Linked DNA regions of Mus musculus: regions 1, 2, 3, 5, 6 and 7 are each linked to region 4. A link is a contact called in public HiCAR-type and promoter capture Hi-C data. All regions are on one chromosome and are shown on one strand. The core of a region is the stretch at or near the end of the contact, and the rest is flanking DNA. Distances in the headings are between cores, read along the strand shown.

What was found. Promoter capture Hi-C pulls out the DNA fragments that hold promoters and counts their contacts. HiCAR-type assays count read pairs that join an accessible place to other places.
Region 1: a HiCAR-type map of astrocytes shows a contact between it and region 4, with 4 times the contacts expected there. The contact joins the promoter of 9330159F19Rik here to the promoter of Rnf217 in region 4. A contact is called at or near these places in 1 of 39 promoter capture datasets (cranial neural crest) and 1 of 115 datasets of contacts at active chromatin or transcription factors (astrocytes).
Region 2: a contact with region 4 is called in a promoter capture Hi-C map of hippocampal neurons, with 5 times the contacts expected there. The contact joins the promoter of Rwdd1 here to the promoter of Rnf217 in region 4. A contact is called at or near these places in 3 of 39 promoter capture datasets (frontonasal cranial neural crest, hippocampal neurons and liver).
Region 3: a contact with region 4 is called in a promoter capture Hi-C map of 3T3-L1-derived adipocytes, with 6 times the contacts expected there. The contact joins the promoter of Calhm5 here to the promoter of Rnf217 in region 4. A contact is called at or near these places in 2 of 39 promoter capture datasets (3T3-L1-derived adipocytes and hippocampal neurons).
Region 5: a contact with region 4 is called in a HiCAR-type map of astrocytes, with 5 times the contacts expected there. The contact joins the promoter of Tspyl1 here to the promoter of Rnf217 in region 4. A contact is called at or near these places in 2 of 39 promoter capture datasets (cranial neural crest and hippocampal neurons) and 1 of 115 datasets of contacts at active chromatin or transcription factors (astrocytes).
Region 6: a contact with region 4 is called in a promoter capture Hi-C map of hippocampal neurons, with 5 times the contacts expected there. The contact joins the promoter of A830082N09Rik here to the promoter of Rnf217 in region 4. A contact is called at or near these places in 2 of 39 promoter capture datasets (cranial neural crest and hippocampal neurons).
Region 7: a contact with region 4 is called in a promoter capture Hi-C map of hippocampal neurons, with 6 times the contacts expected there. The contact joins the promoter of Zup1 here to the promoter of Rnf217 in region 4. A contact is called at or near these places in 4 of 39 promoter capture datasets (the 3T3-L1 cell line, cranial neural crest, hippocampal neurons and 1 more) and 2 of 115 datasets of contacts at active chromatin or transcription factors (astrocytes and bone marrow-derived dendritic cells).

The regions. Positions count from the first base shown.
Region 1 is chr10:29,210,212-29,212,911 of GRCm38.p6, reverse strand. 9330159F19Rik (RIKEN cDNA 9330159F19 gene) reads right to left here and starts at 1,269. Exons shown (of 6, transcript NM_001162537.2): 1 at 1,046-1,269.
Region 2 is chr10:34,018,268-34,020,967 of GRCm38.p6, reverse strand. Rwdd1 (RWD domain containing 1) reads left to right here and starts at 1,352. Exons shown (of 7, transcript NM_025614.3): 1 at 1,352-1,602. The coding sequence starts at 1,530.
Region 3 is chr10:34,095,111-34,098,026 of GRCm38.p6, reverse strand. It overlaps Calhm5 (calcium homeostasis modulator family member 5), which reads left to right and starts at 1,508. Exons shown (of 2, transcript NM_178908.3): 1 at 1,508-2,129. The coding sequence starts at 1,590. The region is part of intron 4 of Trappc3l (trafficking protein particle complex 3 like); the gene reads right to left.
Region 4 is chr10:31,608,260-31,611,173 of GRCm38.p6, reverse strand. Rnf217 (ring finger protein 217) reads left to right here and starts at 1,449. Exons shown (of 6, transcript NM_001146349.1): 1 at 1,449-2,790. The coding sequence starts at 1,990.
Region 5 is chr10:34,280,852-34,283,869 of GRCm38.p6, reverse strand. Tspyl1 (testis-specific protein, Y-encoded-like 1) reads right to left here and starts at 1,680. Exons shown (of 1, transcript NM_009433.3): 1 at 1-1,680. The coding sequence starts at 1,589. The coding sequence ends at 450. The region is part of intron 1 of Gm26564 (a long non-coding RNA gene); the gene reads left to right.
Region 6 is chr10:33,993,746-33,996,445 of GRCm38.p6, reverse strand. A830082N09Rik (RIKEN cDNA A830082N09 gene) reads left to right here and starts at 1,391. Exons shown (of 1, transcript NR_015526.2): 1 at 1,391-2,700.
Region 7 is chr10:33,949,838-33,952,578 of GRCm38.p6, reverse strand. It overlaps Zup1 (zinc finger containing ubiquitin peptidase 1), which reads left to right and starts at 1,320. Exons shown (of 11, transcript NM_001359455.1): 1 at 1,320-1,448; 2 at 2,715-2,741.

The sequences.
Region 1 (2,700 bases), core at 20-2,519, 2.4 Mb after region 4:
AGGATGCACACTGCAGAAGGAATGTCAGAGACAGCAAATACTTCCAACTTCACAATTCTTAGAGGAAATCATTTGGCCTGGCAATAAGTTGCTCCCAATGAATTTTGTGGGATTAGGAACTTCTGTGCCTATACCTCAAAGTACTGTGTCACCTATCTTCAAAGTAATTCCCTCCCTTACTTTCCAGGTTATTTTCCACCACTGGAACCATTTTAAGCAATTAAGGAATCCTATTGCTCATGTGCTGTTCATCAGCAAATGCATCTATCCAGAGACCTCCCATTCGGTTTTATTAGAAGATTAAAATGAAAAAAAAATTCACTGCTGTTCATTGCTCTTTCTGCCTGCTCCTTGTTTTCTAGCAAGGTCAAAGAAATGCAGCACAAAGAATTCCAAAGAAGCCAATCTTGTTTTCTCATCGGGTCACCATCTTTATTCTTGGATCTCCTCATAGTCTCAATTTAAGCCACATGCGCATTAGTTTTAGTTCCCTTAACCAATAAGATACAAGCTTTGATTAAAAACAACTCTTGGTTTGCAGGAAACAAACACCAGTGTCTTTTAACTCACATTATGAAAAATACTCCTCCTGGAGTGTAATAGTAGTTTTGAATAAAACTACATTTTTTTTTAAATTACAAATTTCAAATAACAGAGAACTCACAGGTTGTAAATTTTATATCACAGATATTAAAAATAACTTCATCCCACCACAGACTGCATTCTAATAAATAGTTAATAGAAACTTACACTGAGCAACGTTTTTCTGAACTGCTGAGAATGAATGAGAAACAGTCTCAGGATGAGGATGTTGCTGTCAGTCCAAGCTTTAGAAATCCACCCTTAGCAGTTGAACAGCCCCTTCTCCAAGGCAGTTGAATCCCTTATGTACCCTGCCCACTGTTCGGAGGCCCAGCCACAAGCACAGCCAGGTCAGGAGATGCTGAAAACACACTTACTTAAATCTCATCTTTAATCTAAGATTCAGAAGCAGTATCCTGCTCTACCCAGTTTGCTCGTTCAAGTTTGCCAAGAAGAAACATACCTTCTTACACTTGGGGGTCGTCCTGCAGCAGGTCAGGCTCTGTGTGGCCAGTCTAGCAATGGCAGAGGTGGGGCAGAGAGCTAGTTGTCTTAAAGAACAGTCTCAGTGGTTCTTTTATAAAACAAAATCCATTCATCTTCCACAGTGGTCCTGACAAACGCCTTTGCAAATTGAACTTCAAAGAGCTACTCTGCTCAGTGTCACAACAGCAGCTGGGCTACTATGACGTCAGGGACTTGGAGGCGGCCTTAAGGCTGCTGCTTCCAACCACAGCTCTGTAACTTTAGAGCAGTTATATCCTCTGGGTAAACAACTCCAGGTCCAGGACATTTTTAACTTTTATAATGGAGCCTAGCATTTTCAAACTTGCCAGGAGAGATCTGCTTGCTAGCAGCACATGATGACAATTTAGATTTCTTTTATTTGGAAAGTAGACTCTTTTTTTAGGAGCAAGAACCATCCTCTTCCTCCATCCCCTCTCTTTCCCTCTCTCTCTACAGTGAGATGCAGTTTCAGTGTCTTTGTTAGTCTGGCCAGGGATGAAGTGGAAATGTGTGAGAAAAAAAAAAAGAAATACACACACACACACACACACACACACACACACACACACACACACACACACACCAGCAAGCATGAGTCAAAATGTATGTTGAAACATATTGAATGTTTGCCTTTATGCAAAATAGAAATGGGGCATATATATATATAGAGAGAGAGGGAGAGAGAGAGAGAGAGAGAGAGAGAGAGAGAGAGAGAGAGAGAGAGAGAATAGTGGTTTACTTTAGTCAATAAAGTCTTTAGGGCCAATATAGCAAATCAGTTACACTGAATTTTAAGTAATAAGCTCTTATCGTCAAGCTAAAGTTTTCCGACTGTACAATATAACAATGTGTCATTTGAAGCATGCCATAATTTCATGTTTTTGGTTTTTGTTGGTTTTTTTTTTTTTTTTTTTTTTTGCCTACCTCCAAGCTCCATCCCATAAGGAGCTAAATTGCTTAATAATGGTAAACTGGTCAGGGCAACCATATATTTATCTAATTTAGTCAACTGACTAATTAATTAGCATATAACATTGCTTAGCAAAACAGGCTAGCCTAAAACTCAATATTGCCTCTCAAACTGGTCTCAATTTAGTACAATCCTGCTTCAGTCTTCCATGTCCTGGAATTAGGGTCTTGAGCCACCAACTCCAGCTTCTTTACTTCCATAGAAGGACGTTATACAGGCAGAATAACCGAAAGAAATGCTTCCCTATGTTTAGAGAGCTAGGATTCATATTTCCAGGGGCAGCCACAATCGTCATAGTTACAATAGCAACACTAGTTATTCACTGGGAGCAGCTTTAAGCAAAGCTCTGTGCTAAGGATGTCAAGTGGAGCTTCGTGTCAGTTTACCACCTTAGCAACTGTCTGCAGTTTTATTCACCGGATCTTACTTATATCCATGGCTTAGAGAGCTAAAACATCTTGACAAAGCCCACAGAAAGACCTCTGAGAGGAGGAGCAGGACTTGGAACCAGTTTGGGGACCCTGGAATATTGTTATAGGGACCGAGGGCTCAATACTTCTGCCCCCATTTAACTGTGTAATCCTGTGGCCTCTGTTTCTTCCTTAACCAATTAGATGAATTTACTTCATAAGACTGTAAGG
Region 2 (2,700 bases), core at 103-2,602, 2.4 Mb before region 4:
GTGATCTGTCTCCTTCAGAACTTTAAAGCAGCTGTTCCTAGAAGTCTATTCTGGTAACTAATCATCGGAATTCCTTTGAATAAACAAATATGCAGCTTATATCTGAAATGCTACCTCATCTCAGAAGTTTCCTTTTCTCCCCTTTAAAGTTTAAAAGAAGGCAAAAAGCAACCCTTAATCTATTTAAAACAAGAAACCATAATACTTTTGACATAATGCATTTCCTTTACTGTAAGTAAGGAATACTTGCTAATTAAACACAAAACAAAAAACTCTTTCTGTGTAACTGGAGCACTGTGGCTCACACCTACAATCTCAGCACCACTGAGGCCAGGGTAGGGGTAACACGAGTTCTGGCAATCCTGGCTAGTAAGCAAGATACAAGCAAGCAACAGCAACAATCACCACAAAGCCAAAGCCAAAAAAGCCCATCTATGGAACCTGCATAATACAAGTAAAGCCAGCTTTAATACACAAGGAAGGTAGAGAAATTTGGGGAAACATTTTTAGTATGTTTGGGGTATTCTTCCCGAGGTACATTTCCCCACATTTTGTTTAGGCTAGTACGTGTTCCTTTATTATAAACAAATATAAACCAAGTAACTATTTAGTGTTCATTAAAAAAGAAGACATATTTATCTGTTTTCTTAGTTTTGCCGTTACGGCATTTGACATTTTGGTTGTAGTGATAGACTTGAAGCTGTCAAATCTATCAGCAGAAGTAGAGCTAAATCAAAGGTATTATTTTCCGGTATCTTATTGTAGTTTTGGCAAAGTCAAATCTGTCACTAAGATCCGCCCCTTTATCTGTTCGCTGAAATAACAACTGAACAAGTCTTTAGGTCAATTTTTCCGCCTCACTTATTTCACAACTTTAAAGTGAGGTGCAAGAACCTCTGGTTCGACTTTCAGCCTTCCTCCCGGGTTCCTCCTGGGACAGACCTCTGGACGAACCCCGACCCCAAGTCCCAGCTCGGCTTCCAGGAGTCTGCACAGATCAGGCCATTGAAAGTTCCAAGAAGCCGGGCTGGCTGTCGCCCACAGGCTGCTCTGGGCGACAAACGTGGTTTAGGAACGCGGAAAAGCGGAAGCCCTTGGACCTCCGCGCCCCGCCCTCGGCGCCACTACCACGCCCTGCGCGAGACTCAGACCAGACACATCGAGCGCAGAATGGCGATGCCTCTCTGCCAGGCGTCTCCATCAGAAGCCAGCAAAGCCCAGCAGCGGGCAGTAGCTGTCCTTCCCGAACGCCGGGCGGGCTGCGGTCACCCCCCAGCCAATCCCGAGCCGTCGCAGACAGGCAGCGAATCGGCGGCCGGCATTCCAGGCGCGATGAGTCGAACTCCGACGCGGGGATCGGGCGGCCCGCGGAGCCGGGGCTGTTTCTCAGCAATCCGTGCCAGGCGTGGCTCCAGGCCTTTCCACTCCGACTCTGCGCGTGCGCCCGCCCGGCAGCCGGCGGCCGCGGTGTCCGCTGCAGCCCGCCGCCAGGGAGTCGCGCCGATGCACGGGCAACAACGCGGGCCACGATGACAGATTACGGCGAGGAACAACGCAACGAGTTGGAGGCTCTGGAGTCCATCTACCCCGACTCCTTCACAGGTGACTTTGGCGGCCTCCTGCTCCGGGGCGGAGGCCGGGGCCCCGCGGCCCTTCCTGCCGCTCTCCAGACAGTTTCCAGCACTCGCCTGCTTCCTTCCCCACTGTCCTGAAATCCGAAGGTCCGGGTGGCTCTGCGGAGGCCCTGGAATTGGTCCTGACCGCTTTGGTTTCGCGTAACCTCCGTCATCCGAGATTCACTGAAGCACGCGGGGGGTGGGGGGAACTAGCAGTGCGATGAGTTTCTCCAGAGCCGCTTAATGTCCCCCCTTTACCTCCTATTTTAAGCTCTGGTGAAGTAGCAGCTGTTTTCCCTGCTGAGAAGATTGGGATGCTGGCTTTTGAGAGCAGCACACTCGGGGATGTCTTATTCTCTCTATAAGAGTGATCAGGCATTCTGCAGAATGCCTGATGAACGATGTGGTCGCTGTGGTTCTTAGGTATCTTAGACGTCGTCGAGGTTCTGGAGGCCCAGGGAAGGCAAGTGGCTTGTGCTCTCCCTCCTCCAGCCAGAGGTCCTTAGTTCTTACATCCTGAAGACTTCGGTTAAGGATTCAGCCTCAGCTTAGATGTAGGAAGAGCTGATTGGGTCTAAGGGAAAGCATCCGTCAGGAAATTCATTAGTAGAATCTTTCCTTGTGAGTCTGTTTCCATGGAAAACCTATCTATGGGTCTTCTCAAATTAGGGAAGCACTCAAGGTAAAGTCAGTATGAACGTAGGCTGGGGATTGATGGGATTTACATTCCACAACCCTTCCTCCAAGTGTTGTCAAGTATTACTTAGTGTCTGAATTAAGAACCCAAGGCATATTACTTTAAATCCTAAACCATCCCTTTCATTGCTTAGCTTAGTTTTCTTTCTTGGCTTCACTTTTTGACCAACTTTTTGCAATGGAAGCAAATTTTGTTCTGCTTTGCCAACAGGCAGATGTCTCTCAGCTACTCCTGTGTAGCTCCAGTCGAGTTCATGTTCTCTCGCACCAGCAATACAGCTGTGTTGCGGATGTTAAGGGATGAGTGAAGAGGGGGTTGAGAGTGTCATTACCTGGGTGAGTGTATGTGTGGAGTCTGGCTTCCTTCTCTATCCTTGCTTATATGTCA
Region 3 (2,916 bases), core at 259-2,758, 2.5 Mb before region 4:
AGTTTTCAAAAGTGGCTGTTGTGGTACAGGGCTCAAAAGTCCCTACAACCTAGAAACAAGAAACCTTAGCCTCCTTCACTCTCCTTTTTCTTCGTTTGTTTTCAAGCTGTGCTTAAGCAGTTTAGGACTCACTTCGTTTTGAAACATTATTTCACATTTGTTTGCTTGCTAGCTTGTCTATGCCTGTGTGGATGGCATAAGGTCAGAGAACAACTAGAAGCTGGGTCTCCCCTTGTACTGTGTGGGTTTGAGGCTAGTGGTCAGGTAGTCAGGCTTAGAGAAAAACACCTTTACCCATACAGCCATCTTGCTGGCCCCTCTATTTCTTCTAAGCCATAACTCTCACAAATGTATAATCTGCTCTTTAGAGAAGCACGAATATAACAGCAAAGACTGTAGCCTTTTACTTGCTTGACTCCTAATCCAAGGCCTTTCACAAAACACCTAGGCGAAGCTTCTTACACTTATTCATGGAAATCTGACAACTGGATGTGCTGCCGTCATTCAGAGGTGTGAATTAACTTAATGTTTAAATTAAGAGCAGTGTAGGAGAGAAATGGAAGCAATTTTCTTAAATCATTTATAATGTGAAGTACAAAAATGTTCATTCATGTGCTCATTGGTTGATTGAATAGACAGGAGGACTGCCTATCTTGAACAATCCTACTACGTTGCAAATTCAGTAGCTACCTGCAAATCAAACTTCTGAGTGAGTTTCTAATCTACACGTGACACTATGTTCAGTCCTAGAAAACAACCTGGAGTCAGCTAGCATTTGCTAAGTGAACAGAGTGAAACATGTTCTGGTATGAAACACCATGCCGAGGTTCAGCGATGGTCCATATGACCAAGTGGTGGGTGGTTTGGAGCCCCGAAGATATCCTAACTCAGGTTTGGCATCTGTTTTAGAAAGATTTTCTTTGTGACTTCCCCTCCCACCAAAAAGAAAAAGAAAAACAAAACCTATCATGATGTGAATCAAGACGTTACATGAAGAGAAACGAGGATGCCTCCTTTTCTCTAAAGCCCCTGTAGTTATTAGACTTCTCACACAAATTCTAAAAACCCCACCCCATATGTTTCAGGTCTCTAATGAAGAAAACCCTTTTAGGAAGTCAGAACTCCTGTCTACTAAATCTTAGGGCACAGAGCAAGAGAAGAAACCGATCATGAAACACTGGGTCTGGAGACTGGCTTTGGCTACCAGTCAGTGGCTGAAACACATTTCTAGAAGCACTGAGCCCCCCACTGGACAATTTCTATACTTATAATTTGTATGAGCATTTTCGATTTGGAATCAAAAGCACGTGCAAAGACTATTAAAAGGAACTTGCGTTTACTTTTCAGCTTCTTTGGCTACCCTCAAGTGTCAGCAACCACCAGTAGGAGGCATTATCTGAACGTTGTTGGGAAATAAAGCATTCCTGGGGAATGACATTGTTTCCTTATCTGGCTCGATGCAGACTGAGCAGGATTGCTGTTTTGAAAGAGCTCCACCCTCAGCCTCAGCCACAGTTGCTGTGCTAAAACCAAGGCAAACGTCTTTCCCTCTTCGCGTGTGTGTGTGTGTGTGTGTGTGTGTCTCCAACATGGATGCCTTTCAGAGCATCTTAAAATTCTTTCTTAACCAAAAAACTGCTATTGGCTACAGCTTCATGGCTTTGCTCACCGTGGGTAGCGAACGTCTCTTCTCGCTGGTGGCATTTAAGTGCCCCTGCAGCGTTGAGAATACTGCCTATGGGCTGGTTTTTCTCTTCGCCCCTGCCTGGGTGTTACTGATCCTTGGCTTCTTTCTGAATAACAAGGCATGGAGACTCTTCACTGGCTGCTGTATGAACCCAAAAAAAATATTTCCCAGGAGACGCTGCTGCCGCTTCTTCTACGTCCTGGGCCATATCATACTGAGTTCACTGGTGGCTCCGGTGATGTGGCTCTCTGTGGCTTTGCTTAATGGGACGTTTTATGAATGTGCTATGAGCGGGACAAGAAGCACAAGGCTCCTGGAGATGATTTGCAAGGGCAAGCCCAAAGAGTGCTGGGAAGAACTGCACAAAGTCTCCTGTGGTAAAAGTAGCATGGCCGCTATGGAGAGTGAAGAAGTGAGGCTATCCCTGCAGGCCCAGTCTCAGGTAAGGACAAACATGCCTTTTGCTCCTAGTGGGAACTTCTCTGGCTTCCTTTCATCCGTCAGAGTCTGAGTCTTGCCAGGATACTTTTGACACTAAGTGGAAATTGGAACATGATGTAGCATTAAGAGAATCTCAGGAAAAGCTTTTTAGGGACAAGATGGCTCAGTAAAATTGCTGATTGGATTGTGTAGTCTCCATTTCCAAAGAGAAAATATCCTCTGGGTTATGCATATGTAAATACTTAAGTGCTCAAAACTCTCTCTCTCTCTCTGGGTTGACTCTAAATAATGCAGAACACAATGTCATCCACTGAGTGCTAAACCTGAGCTGTAATTAAGCACTACTGTCTCCTATCAATTATTTATTTTCAAGCCGATGTCTCAGAAAACACAGACACATCTTATTCATCCACTGAAATAGAGCTGAGCCAAATCAGTGACCACTTTTCAAAGTCTCTTGGGGTATAATTAGCATAGAGATTTCCTTGAGTAACCACAGTGGTAACTGGTATTTCTATGCATGAGTGCTGTCAAGATTGAGAGTTCCCCGAATAAGATGGGACTGATCAGTCTTTAAATGGTCTTTGGTAAAGTGTGACCACATTCCCTGGGGCAGTTTATGGCTTTTGCTCTCTGTGCTGTATGACTAAGTCAATTCTCATGCTACTTTAGAAGCTCAGAATTTGGAGAATTGTTTTCCTTGTGGGCAGTAATTTCCAGCTTCAACTAATCAATACAATGAAGGAACTTGTTACCTTGCCAAGTATTTGAACACAGATCCAGGTGCC
Region 4 (2,914 bases), core at 200-2,699:
TCCCATCAGCACACTTATCAGTGGTGCTCCATGAACCTGGGATAGACTGAGCAAAGACCCACCATTATAGGATTGCGTTATGATTCCTCTGTGCTGTTGGGGACCTGTGAGTCCCAGACCTCATGCTAGAGGTGCCAGGCCCAGGAGTCAGGCACGAGAGGATTTACCTAGAGGAAGATGACATGTTGCTCAGAAATGCTAGCAGCATGTAGCAGGAAGAAGTCCTGGTAAGGAAAGAAAGGGCAATCCTTGAACAGGGAGATGGAGTCTTCTGGAGTCCCAGCAACATCCGTCCACTTACCTGTCTGGGCTTTCCAGCGGGTTGTGTTTCTGAGGTGGATACTGAGGATTGAGTGAGTGAGCTATCTCTCCAGGCTGCCTGAGTACCATTTAATCATCAAAAAATAGTTATTCTTCATTCTTGGGTCAGACTACTGAGTGCCAGGGCATCTGGCGGCAAGTCACCATGCTCTGGTGTACCTGAGCTTCAACCGCACCTGATTGAAACCCATGACCTTTGGGTCTCTGCTTGGTCAATACTGAATTCTTAGTTCCCTTGTAGCCTTTGCATTTGCCTTGGAAAATATTTTAGAACAAATCAATAACAACTTCAAGGTTAAAAAATAATCTACACATTTAACAGATTTTTCCTTTGACATGAATGTGTAAATTGAATTCCCTCCCTATTTTAAAAAAATAAAAATGGTTGGCTTCCCAAAAATGTTTTCATTGGCTTTAGAAAACTAAATCACACCAGTGTTTGGGTGACTAATACTTCCTGTAAAATAAAGATAGATCAACACATAATTAAGTTCTGGCTGAGATATAATTGTTGCCTTGGAAACAGTTTTGGGTATGAATATGGTTATGTTAATAAGTTTCCCTGATTCCTAATGATGATCCAGCTGATTAATCAGGCCAGGCTACCCACTTAAAGGGGTTCAGAAACAAAACAAAAACCAAACAAACAAACAAACAAAACCCCAAGAGCCCACAAAAATAATTCGCGAGAGAACACTGAGCAGAGGAAAAGCAGTAAATGTCAGATTAGTTATTCCTTAGTGCTTGTAAATATTATAGTTGGAGGAGCAGACGACAAGTGCTTTTGGGTTATTTATGGTTTTCGAAGATCCTTCCTATCGCACCAGGTAGAATGCACACCATCGCCTCTACTTCTCGAGCGTGACATCCCAGTGTGTTCTCCGTCCAGAGCCCAGGGTCCAGCAGTTTTTGTCGGAAGTTCTACTTAAAGCAGAGCACTAAGGGGCGCCTGCAAGCGCTTAAGCATTTGGCTGGGGCCGAGTGGGAATTCTTAGGGGTGAGAGCACAGCTCAGCTTAGATCACCCTCACTCCTGTGTGCGTGCGACTGTGTGCGTGGGCGCCCGCGCGCGTATGTGTGTACGTGTGGGGAGGTGTGTGCCAAAGGGGTGGGGTGAGGGGAGGGAGCAGGGCCCTAGGTGCTGCACGAGGAGAGGGAGGTCTCCCGCTTCTCCTCCAGGGACACCAGCCACTGCTTGCGGACTCGGCCACCTCTCGGTGACGCCACAGGCCCGGCGACCCTCGGGATCGCCGGCTGCGCGCCCCGCCGCGGAGGCAGGGATGGCGCGGGGCTGACCGTCTCCTCCCGCCTCCCGGGAACTCTTCCGCCCCACCCGGGACTCGCGGGTCCGCGGCAGCGCCGCGACGTGCATGCGGGCCGGGCCCCCTCAGCCTGAGGCCCTCGGAGTCCTCGAGGCGGTGCCCGGCCGCGCCGGACGAGGAGGAAGACGACGACTACGAGGTGGAGGAGGAGGAGCCGGCTGCCCGCACGCTGCGGCCCGGGAGCCCGGGCTCCCCGGAGGGCGCTTGGGGCGTCCCGGCCCCGGAGGAGGGATCCGGAAGCAGAAGGGCCGCCGCGAGTGGAGCGGAGCCGCTTGCCCGCGCTGCCCGGCGCCGGCTGGGGGTCCGGGCGGCTGGATGGGCGGCGGCGGCGCAGGCCGCGGGCGGCGATGGGCGAGGAGCAGAGCACGGTGAGCGGCAGCGGCGGGGCGCGGGCCTCTGGCGGAGGCTCGGCGGGCCAGCCCGAGTCCCCCAGGCCGCGAGGGGACCGCGTCCGGACAGCCGGGCCGCGCGCTGCAGCCTCCTCTTCACGGCCGAACGGCGGCGGCGGCGGCAGAGACCCGGGCTGCGTGGACGCGAGTGTCCAGGAGCCTGCGAGCAACCGGGCCCCGGCAGGGCAGCCCGCGCGACTGCCACTCAGCGGGCCCCTGGACCCCCAGAGTCTGGAACTGCAGCTGGAGCGCGAGGCGGAGGGAGCGGGGCCACGGGAGGCGCCCCCCGGCCAGCAGCCCCCCGACGGGCTGCTCCTGGACGTGCTGGCCCAGCGACACCCGCCCCCCGCCAAGCCGCAAGTCCTCTGCTCCGTGTACTGCGTGGAGAGCGACTTGCCCGAGGCCCCCTCCGCCGAGTCCCCGTCGCCGTCGGAGTCCCCACCTCAAGCACCGCTGGGGCCGATTCCCGCCAGCCCGCCGCCCTCCTTCCCCAGCTCCCCGCTGTCGCTCCCGGCTGACCCCCTTTCCCCCGACGGCGGCAGCATCGAGCTGGAGTTCTACCTGGCTCCGGAGCCCTTCTCCGTGCCTGGCCTATTAGGGGCTCCACCCTACTCTGGCCTGGGGGGAGTAGGGGACCCCTATGCGCCCCTCATGGTGCTGATGTGCCGGGTGTGCCTGGAAGACAAACCCATCAAGCCCCTGCCCTGCTGCAAGAAGGCGGTGTGCGAGGAGTGCCTCAAAATCTACCTGAGCTCTCAGGTAACTCTCCACTACTCTCTGCCCACCCTCAGCCCTGATCGCCATGGCAAGGCATTAAACTTCCTAGCAAGGACAGAGGTGACCGGTCCCCTTATCCAGGGTCTCCAGCAATTGCTGGCGTTCT
Region 5 (3,018 bases), core at 431-2,930, 2.7 Mb before region 4:
AAAAAAAAAAAAAAATCACACAGACAGTGGCCCACTCCTTCAATGTTTAGGCTCAGCAACTGTCCAAAAACTCTGTGTCCACGTTGCCACATGATGAACAGATAAATAGAAGGGCCCCCAGTTAAAGCAAGACATCTAGGTGGCAGTAAACAGGTAAGACTGAAAACAATAGGGTCCAAACAGTGTAAAGGCAGTGTAACATACAGTTTCATTGTTGAGCTTAGAAAGGGTATAAGCCAGGGCCGTGAACCAGCAGATACTAATTCAGAACAGCATGAAGGCCATGGGAAAGCAGAAGCATGTCCAGTCTTAATCTCGAGGTGGAGACTATCCAGATAGAAGATGCAGAAAAGTCAGGAGGAAAGAAATCAAAACACTGCATACCCGTTGCATTTGCTCAAGCACAGGTGAGAAGGGACCAGTTCCGGCCGCATTTTCAAATGCAAAGATTAACCTGACTGGAAGCCAAAAGGCCTGGGAATCTCCACTGGCTCCCTTATTGGGCGACGTCGGGGTCTACGGATTCCTTCACGACACAGGTAGTATTGCAGTGGGTTTGGCCACAGATCCTCTTTGATAATCTCAGCGATTCTGTCAGATTCTGGAAGGCTGTGGTCCGAGAACCAGGTGAAGAAGCTGCAAATGAGATCTTGGTTTCTGCGAATGAAGGACTGGGGCTCATGCCCTCTCCGCCAAATGATTGGAGTGGAAAGAGACACCACTCGACCAGATGATCTCACTTCATATTCCTTGACAATCAGCTTGTTTCTGAAGTAGGGGTTTCTTCGAAAAAAGAACTTGAATTTGCAGCCAGTCTTAGGGTGTCTCAGTTCCTTCACCTCCAGACTGGTTACGTACCTTAACATCTCTGCATCCCGACCCCTAATCATGGCGGACAACTGAGGGTGGTTCCGGAAGGCAGTCATCCAGAAGCCTGGGATATTCTGAATGATGTAGTTCCTCCGTTCCAGGTAGTGTCGTCGCATTCGCCCAAACTTCTGCTCCAGATGTTGGAAGGCCCTGTCGGCCTGAGCATTCACAGTGTCCAGTTCCAGCTGGATGGCCTCCAGCGGGTTCCTGCGAAGATCTATGCCCAGGTGCCAGGGCCCTGCCTCCTCCGGCGCCTCCCTCACTCCTCCACTCGCCTCCAGCATCTCCATTTCTTCGCCCGCGGGCTTCTGCTCCACCTCCATCACCTCCTCGCTCCCTGGCGTGGCCACTTCTGACTTTTCCGCTGCAGCCGCGACGGTGCCCGGTTCCGTCTTCACGTCACGGGCCTGGGACTCCGCTCCCCGAGTTTCTTGGGCCTTCTCCACATATTTCGGTGTCACGAACACCGCTGCCGCGGGGCCCCGAACGGAAGGAGGTGACTCTCCCTGCCTAGCTGCGGCCACCCGAATCTGGGGGACAAGGCCCTCGACATCTCGGGGCGCGGGGCTCCCCACGATCCCTGCGCGGCCCTCACCTGTCACCGCCTTCTCCTCGCCGAGCAGCGGTCGCCGGTCTGGGGTCCCCGAGACAGTGTCAGCATCGCAGTGGCCGCGGCTGTCGGGGACAGGGGTCCCCTCGTCCCGCTCCGGGCTGCTCATGTCGGGTCTAGTCGCGCAGACCTCCGCCTACAAACAACAACCCTCACGGTCCCCCGCAACCCCAGCTCCGCCCCTCGCTCTCTCCAGCGCAGTGACGCCAGAGCCACAGCCCGCAAGTCTCGCGAGAACCTGCAGCGCACCTGATTGGTTCTTCAGCTCGTGACTTCCGTATTTGTTTGGCTTCTGTAAATGTAGCGGATAGCGGTTGTCACGTTTGTTTCCGTAAAGGGATGTCAATCATCCTAGGAGACTGAAGACAGTGGCGGGGCTTCTGGACCTGGCTTCTGGACCCTTCGCCCGCATCCGGGCTGCAGCCGTGTGTGTGTCTGTGTCTGCAAACAAGTTCATCCCCTTTCCACTTATGTGGAACGGTAAAAACACCTCCTGGTATTAGACAAAGCTAGGAGCCAAATGTTTGTATTAACCAAGGTGAATGCCACGGTTCCCCACCACCACCACCACCACCACCACCACCACCACCACCACCACAGAACTGAAAAAAATAATGAAGTCTAGCTTGGTGTGATGGCCCTTGTCTGTCGCCTCAGTGCTCTGGTGCTGAGGAGGATCGTTGACTTGGAGGCTAACCTGGGCTGCATACACGTTGGCTCAAAATAATAATAAAAACTCAGTTCTATTCTAAGCTCTGACGTTACTGGGGAACAAAGATCTGTGGGTTTGCTTTGGGAATTATTCTTTTTGGAAAAGATTTTGTGGTCATCATTAATGATTGTTTTTACTGGTGTGTCTTGCACCGTGGCATCGAATAGTTTGCATAACAATCCTCTGATGTATTAAGATATCCATTTTATTGAGACAAGGAGAGACTGGGTCTCTTACCAGAATAACATAGAAAATGACAGAGCGATGATTTGAGCCCTGGACATTTGATTCCCGGGTTCTCTGAACGGGATGTGACGTCACTTTAGGACATAGGCATAAATGCATAGTCTATATCAAGTTGATACATATTTTCTCCCACCTCCTTTCCGCATCCATAAATAGATTAATATTTAAGAACACATTCATTTCCTTTCTGTTTTGAGAAAAAGAAGGTAGTTATTCGTGGTCCTCAAATTCAAATTTACCAGAAAAATGTCACCTTCTGTATAACAAATATTTCCAAAACACCATTTAACGTTTTTCGATAAAGTTCATAGACAATATAACCCATCTACACACATAAATAGAAAATTTAACAATTTTACTATAAAGCTTACTGTAGTGGTGGCGATTTTAGTATAGCAAAGGGGTCACCGACTTAGGTTATTATAAGAACTATATGACGTGGCATTTATCACAGTGGTAAACGCACCAATAAGAATGGCGTGGTTAGAAAATTACACATCTCATAAAAGTAACTGCGGATGGAGAGTGACACAGATGCCTATGTCAGGTCTTCTGAAACTGTAATCCAATTTTGGTGAAG
Region 6 (2,700 bases), core at 142-2,641, 2.4 Mb before region 4:
TTTTACAAATAAGGAATGGGCGTGACTTGGAATTTCTATGCTGGGGTCAGTGGTTACTTTGGATTCCAAATGTCTTACGAGAAGAATGAGTGACAGTAACCAACCTGGACTCCTAGTGCCTGGCACAATAATTTTGAGTTTTAACCAAATTAGAAGTTCAACTATTATGTTTGGAGGAATAAAATAGACTTTATTATAGTGGTGGCAGTATTTGAATCCAAATTTGATGGTTTTGAGGTATGCATTCCTGGGCCTTTTGTGGGTTAGAGCCAGGAGCAGTAGATCCCAACCTGATTTTAAAACAGCTCAGTCTCATTACAGCAGTTCTAGAACTGTTCTAACATGTATTTCTGCCTGAGTCCCTGGCCTGTTGGTTTGTCTTACCTGGGTTAGTGTTTTTCTGGCCATTTAACCAGTTCAAAGACTCTCTTGGGACTGTTTATTATTGGAAGAGAAATATATCTAGATATTCGCATATGGAATGCCCTCTTCATAGTACATTAAGATGGTTGGTTGTGGGTATCAGGTAGGTGAGCCAGGCTTCCTGCTAGCTACCCAGTCTACAGTTTAGAAGGTTGACTTGCCTCTGGTTTATATCACTTGTACTGTTCCAAGTACCTACCTTCAGTCAAAAATGTCTGTCACATACCCACAAATACAGTCTTACTTTGGAACGAGACTTATGATTAAACTCAAACTATTTAAAATAAAACTATCATGCCGGGAGTTGGTGGCGCTCAAATTTAACCTCCCCACTCGGGAGTCAGAGGCAGCAGTATCTCAGTTTGAAGCCAGCCTGGTCTACAGAGCGAGTTCCGGGGCAGCTAGGGCTACACAGAAAAACCCTGTCTTGAGAAAAACCAAAACCAAACAAACAGAAAAGCAAAAACAAAAGGAAAATTGTCATTCTGGAATTTAATACTTTTTGAAGATTGTTTTAGTTGATCTTGATGCCAGGTGGTGGCAAGAACTTTCAGGGTTTCTATGCAGAGCCAAAAGCTTGTGTTATATGAGCTTTTCTCCTCCATAAAAGCGATGGCGAGAAGCTGGTCAGTAGCTGTGTAAGAACCTGGACGAAGCTGTTCAGTTGGGGTAACGAAGCATCGAGGAACAATGTGCCAAGGTCAGGTCTTTGACCCAAGTGCCAACTTGTCCCTCTTTCTTCATGTGACTTACAAGATTTTTAGGTGCTTTGGTACTGAAGTGGGTTTCTACCTTAGTCTTTGTAGAATGTAGGGAAAGCAATGATAAAAAGGCAACCTGACTAGTTCTCTTGACACTTCAAGATTTGTCATGAGAACATAAATCCCAGTTGAATTCATATTCTGGGAGTGAGCCCATGACTCCATTTGTGCAGCAGCCTGAACTGTGGCTGTGGAAAACTTGCTTGATCTTTTGCTACTTGTGCCAAGACATATAAAAATATTAGTAGGATAAAAAGGGAAACACTTGTGTAAATTATGGGAAGAATGAGAATTCTCAGGAGAGTTCAAACCAGTCTTTATACCCACATTCTTGAATAAGACCTCATCCTCTCATCCCTTCATGCTCTTTTTGCCAGCAAAGATTCTTTAGGGCAACTTGAGAAAGTGCTGAGAAACATGCAAAGAGTTAATTGAATATTGTTCAGTTGAGGTCAGACTAAAAGGAAAGGACACTGTCACCTCATTGGAAAGAGAAAATGAGTTCATTACTCTTCACAGACTATGTGTTTAGAATATTTGTAAGCAGCAAAGATGAGCTTTTAGTTTCTAGAAGAAAGATGCCTGTGGGTTGTTAACATGTGCATGTTACCCATTGTTGGTGCCACAGGCTTTGAATGTAGGGAGGTGAGCTATATGACATCACTTGAAGTGTTTTGTGTCAGGTCGGAAGACAAGGCAGGAGTATGTGTCAGGGTGATCACCTGTTTACATTGAAGGAACCATCAGCTGTAGGTGAAGCTTTCAGAAGCTGTGGCACATGCAGTGTGTACACAGGCAGGTGGCATTAGCTTGCCATGCAGTGTGTCCACAGGCAATGGCTTTAGCCAGTGTCAGGCTGCTGCTGTTGAGGTGAAAGTTCACGTGACCTGTTTGTCAGTTTACTTGTATCAAAGGTTGACTAAAGGGATTGTTTTAATTGTTAAGGCACATTCAAAAGGATTTTTTATTTACATCATCAAAGAAAATGACCTATGCTGATTTTCATTTTATATCTAGAACTAATTTTGCATTCTCCAGGGAGAATAACTAAATTGCCACCCAATTCTTATCCTTGACCCAACCTAGATAATGGCATCAGCATTGTAGATGTGCAGTTTAAACCACACAGATTTGTGTTCCCGTTGCTTGCTGGGGACAATCACTTAAAACTTCCATTTAGTAAGCCGGTAACACTGGGCAGCTGCTTTGTGCTTTGTGGCAGTGTTAAATGTTTTTCCCTTCTCCCATGAAGAGAAATAGTGCAGCTCAGCCTACAGTTTTACTGTTGTGACTAGAACCTTAGCTATTCTTAGCTACCACAACAAATGTGGTTAATAATATATCAAATTTTCAGTTGGTCCCCAGACAGGCCAACTCAGTGGCACTGTCGATGGTCCTGAATCATAACGTTACATTGTGTTGTTTCCCATAAGTGTGTGATCTGGGTAAATAGTTCAGGAATACAGAACCACAGAAGAAGGTAGGATGCAGTAGGTAGGAAAAGAGGTTGAGGGAA
Region 7 (2,741 bases), core at 71-2,570, 2.3 Mb before region 4:
CCTGCCCCAATCTCTGCGCGTCAAATACTGCACTCTCCTGTCCCTGCATGCAGCCAGAGCAGTTAGTACCCCTTTCCCCTAACATAGATGCTTCAGGCCTTATGAAGAGGGCAGACAAAAGAGAGCCCAATCTGGCGCCGGAATATTGTGATCCTTCCTTCATAAAAGCACTCTCCCAAGCACAGATGGCTCCGACCTTTGAAGGAGACAGGAGTTAGTATTCTCGAAGTGATAAAGTCCACTCATTCTCAGGCAGCTGTGACTGCGTTATAAAAACACGCTGGTCTTTGATAAGTTATGTCTTCCCAGGTCAAAAAGGTCTTGTTCCAGCTGCGCAATTCCTCCTCCCTGTCTGAACAAATACTATCGGTTCTCTTTTCCTCTTCCCAATCATGTAACACCAGGGGTTGAGAGCCCCAGTTTATGCATCCTCCTATATATACCTTAAACCCCTAGATTTAGGGGTCACTGTGCATTGGGAAAGATAGCGAACCGGGTCCCGGTTAATAAAAACTCTTTGTATATTACATTTGGTCTTCCAATTTCTGGCAGTCTCCTGGGGTTCCCGCAAACTGGGCATAACAACCTGGTTACAGAAGATGGCCAGTTCATCTTTTTTCGTTAACTAATACTGTCTTGGAGGAAAAGACGAGTCAAGTGGGAAGCTGATGAAGGAGGAAATCTGGAAGCAGAGTTTTAGTTGCCCCTTGTTTAGACATTCCACAAAGTTCTGTTTTCTGAACGTTTTTATACCTCTGGAGAAATGATTTCATTGTTGTTGGCCTCGCAGCTAATGGTTAACTGCTAATGTGCTCATTTTTAGCTTGAAAATGTTCTGTAAGAGTACTTTCACTCTTACAATGACTTCGAATTTTTTTTTTTTTTTACTAAAAGAAGGAATTCTACTAAAGGAAATAGTATTTCCTCCATGCATCACGTTCAACGATACCCAATAATTTAAAAATATTATACTTGTCAGATTATGTCATCCTCATATTTAAACACGTCCGTAGTTGCCTCGTAGATCAATCCCCCAGAGGGAGAAACAGACTGTTAACACTGGATAAGCAACTTTGTAATATTGACAAAGGAACTTGTCTTAATTAACCCGCAGAACATAATTTAGAGCTCAGATACTGTGTAAACAGGAACAGGTGTTTGCCGCAGAATCAGACATTTAAATGTACTCAGAATCTAGTTACGGTTTTAGCATATCTGGAGTGGAAACTGCAACTGGAAGGTGGGAGGGGCAGTGATGCTCTGATGTGCAAGCGAAAGTTGCAAAAATCCCTCACAAGTCCCACAATGCACCGCAACTCAGACGGATCTGCAGCGGGGCATGCTGGGATCTCTACCCTCTCTGGCCAGTGAGGAAGGTCTGTTGTGACTGCGGAGGACTCTTGGAGGCCTGGGCTCTCTTTTGGGTCGCGGCGCGGCAGTCTCGGGAGGTCTGTCCTTGGCGATCGGGCGGGCTGTGTGGGGCGCGCTTTCGGGCGGTGGCTGGCTCCTGCGGTGGGGAGGAGCGGCGGTCTAGCCGTGGGTCCGGGTCTGCAGGCCGGCTCCGGGTGGCCGCAGGTCCGGTTCCCTGCGCCCCACCGGTGCGACGTTGGCTCAGAACTTTGACAGATTCGGGCCTTACCACCTTCGCCATCCCGTACCCAGGCTAGCCCTTCGAAGGTCCCCCCTTACTTGTAGTGTGTCCTTTATCTGCAGTGCCCCAGTCCTTGGAAGAAACGAAACTAGGTATCGATAGAACTTCCTTCTAGAAACAGAAACTTATTACTGTCTGAAGAGAAACGAGAAAAAGGAAAATGTAGAAAGATTTTGTAAAGCTGAAATTAGATGAAGGGAATAGTTGCCCTCGTTTTTCCTTCCTATTACTAAAATACGTGACAGCCAGGTGATAGTCTAGGGGAAGGTCTGGGTTTGTGATTGCGTTAAAAGGTTTTGTTTTGTTTTAGCACCTCCCTACAAGTAGTCCATCTCCCATTAGCCCATCAATCTCATAACTCGTTTGAAAATGAACTTCCGAGGGTTGAGCTGTTAGCTAACCTAATGAAACCAGCGTCTATACCCCAGTTTCCTAGATCTTGGCGGTAAGTGCTGTTTTCCTACAATGCTCACAGCTTTTACCTTTGGGCTCTGCGGTGTTTACCTTCCATCGTTATCTGACTGTAGTGACCTGTCTGGTCCAGGGTTTCCATGTATGTAAAACCACAGCAGTGGTATTAAGTTTGACACATATAAAGCTCTGAAGTGAACTAAGGTGGATTTACCCTCCTCATTCTACTACATGCAAGTAAATATGTTGATCAACATTAGCCTTCTGTTTTACTTTATTTTACATGGACAACTTATTAAATATACTTTTTTTTCTACCTGTTGGACGAAATGCCTTGTATTATTGTTTTTTGAGATGGAGTCTCACTATGCAGCCCTGAATGGTTTGGAACTCAGCTATGGCTGGCCTCCAACTAACAGATCCACCTGCTCTCTGCCTCAGGAGTGCTGAGATTAAAAGGGTGTATCACCAATGCCTTGTTGAAATGTTTTACTCATAAATTTTCTTATTATTACCTCTGATATCTTGACATTCAGGCACAATATCCTTTATCTAGAATATGTAGAAATACAATACTAAACATAAAGTTTGTTTGTGTCATATATAGCTTGTATTTTAAAACATATTTCTCTGTATGTATTTCTATTTTCAGTGTGCCAGTGTTTTGACTGTCCTACAT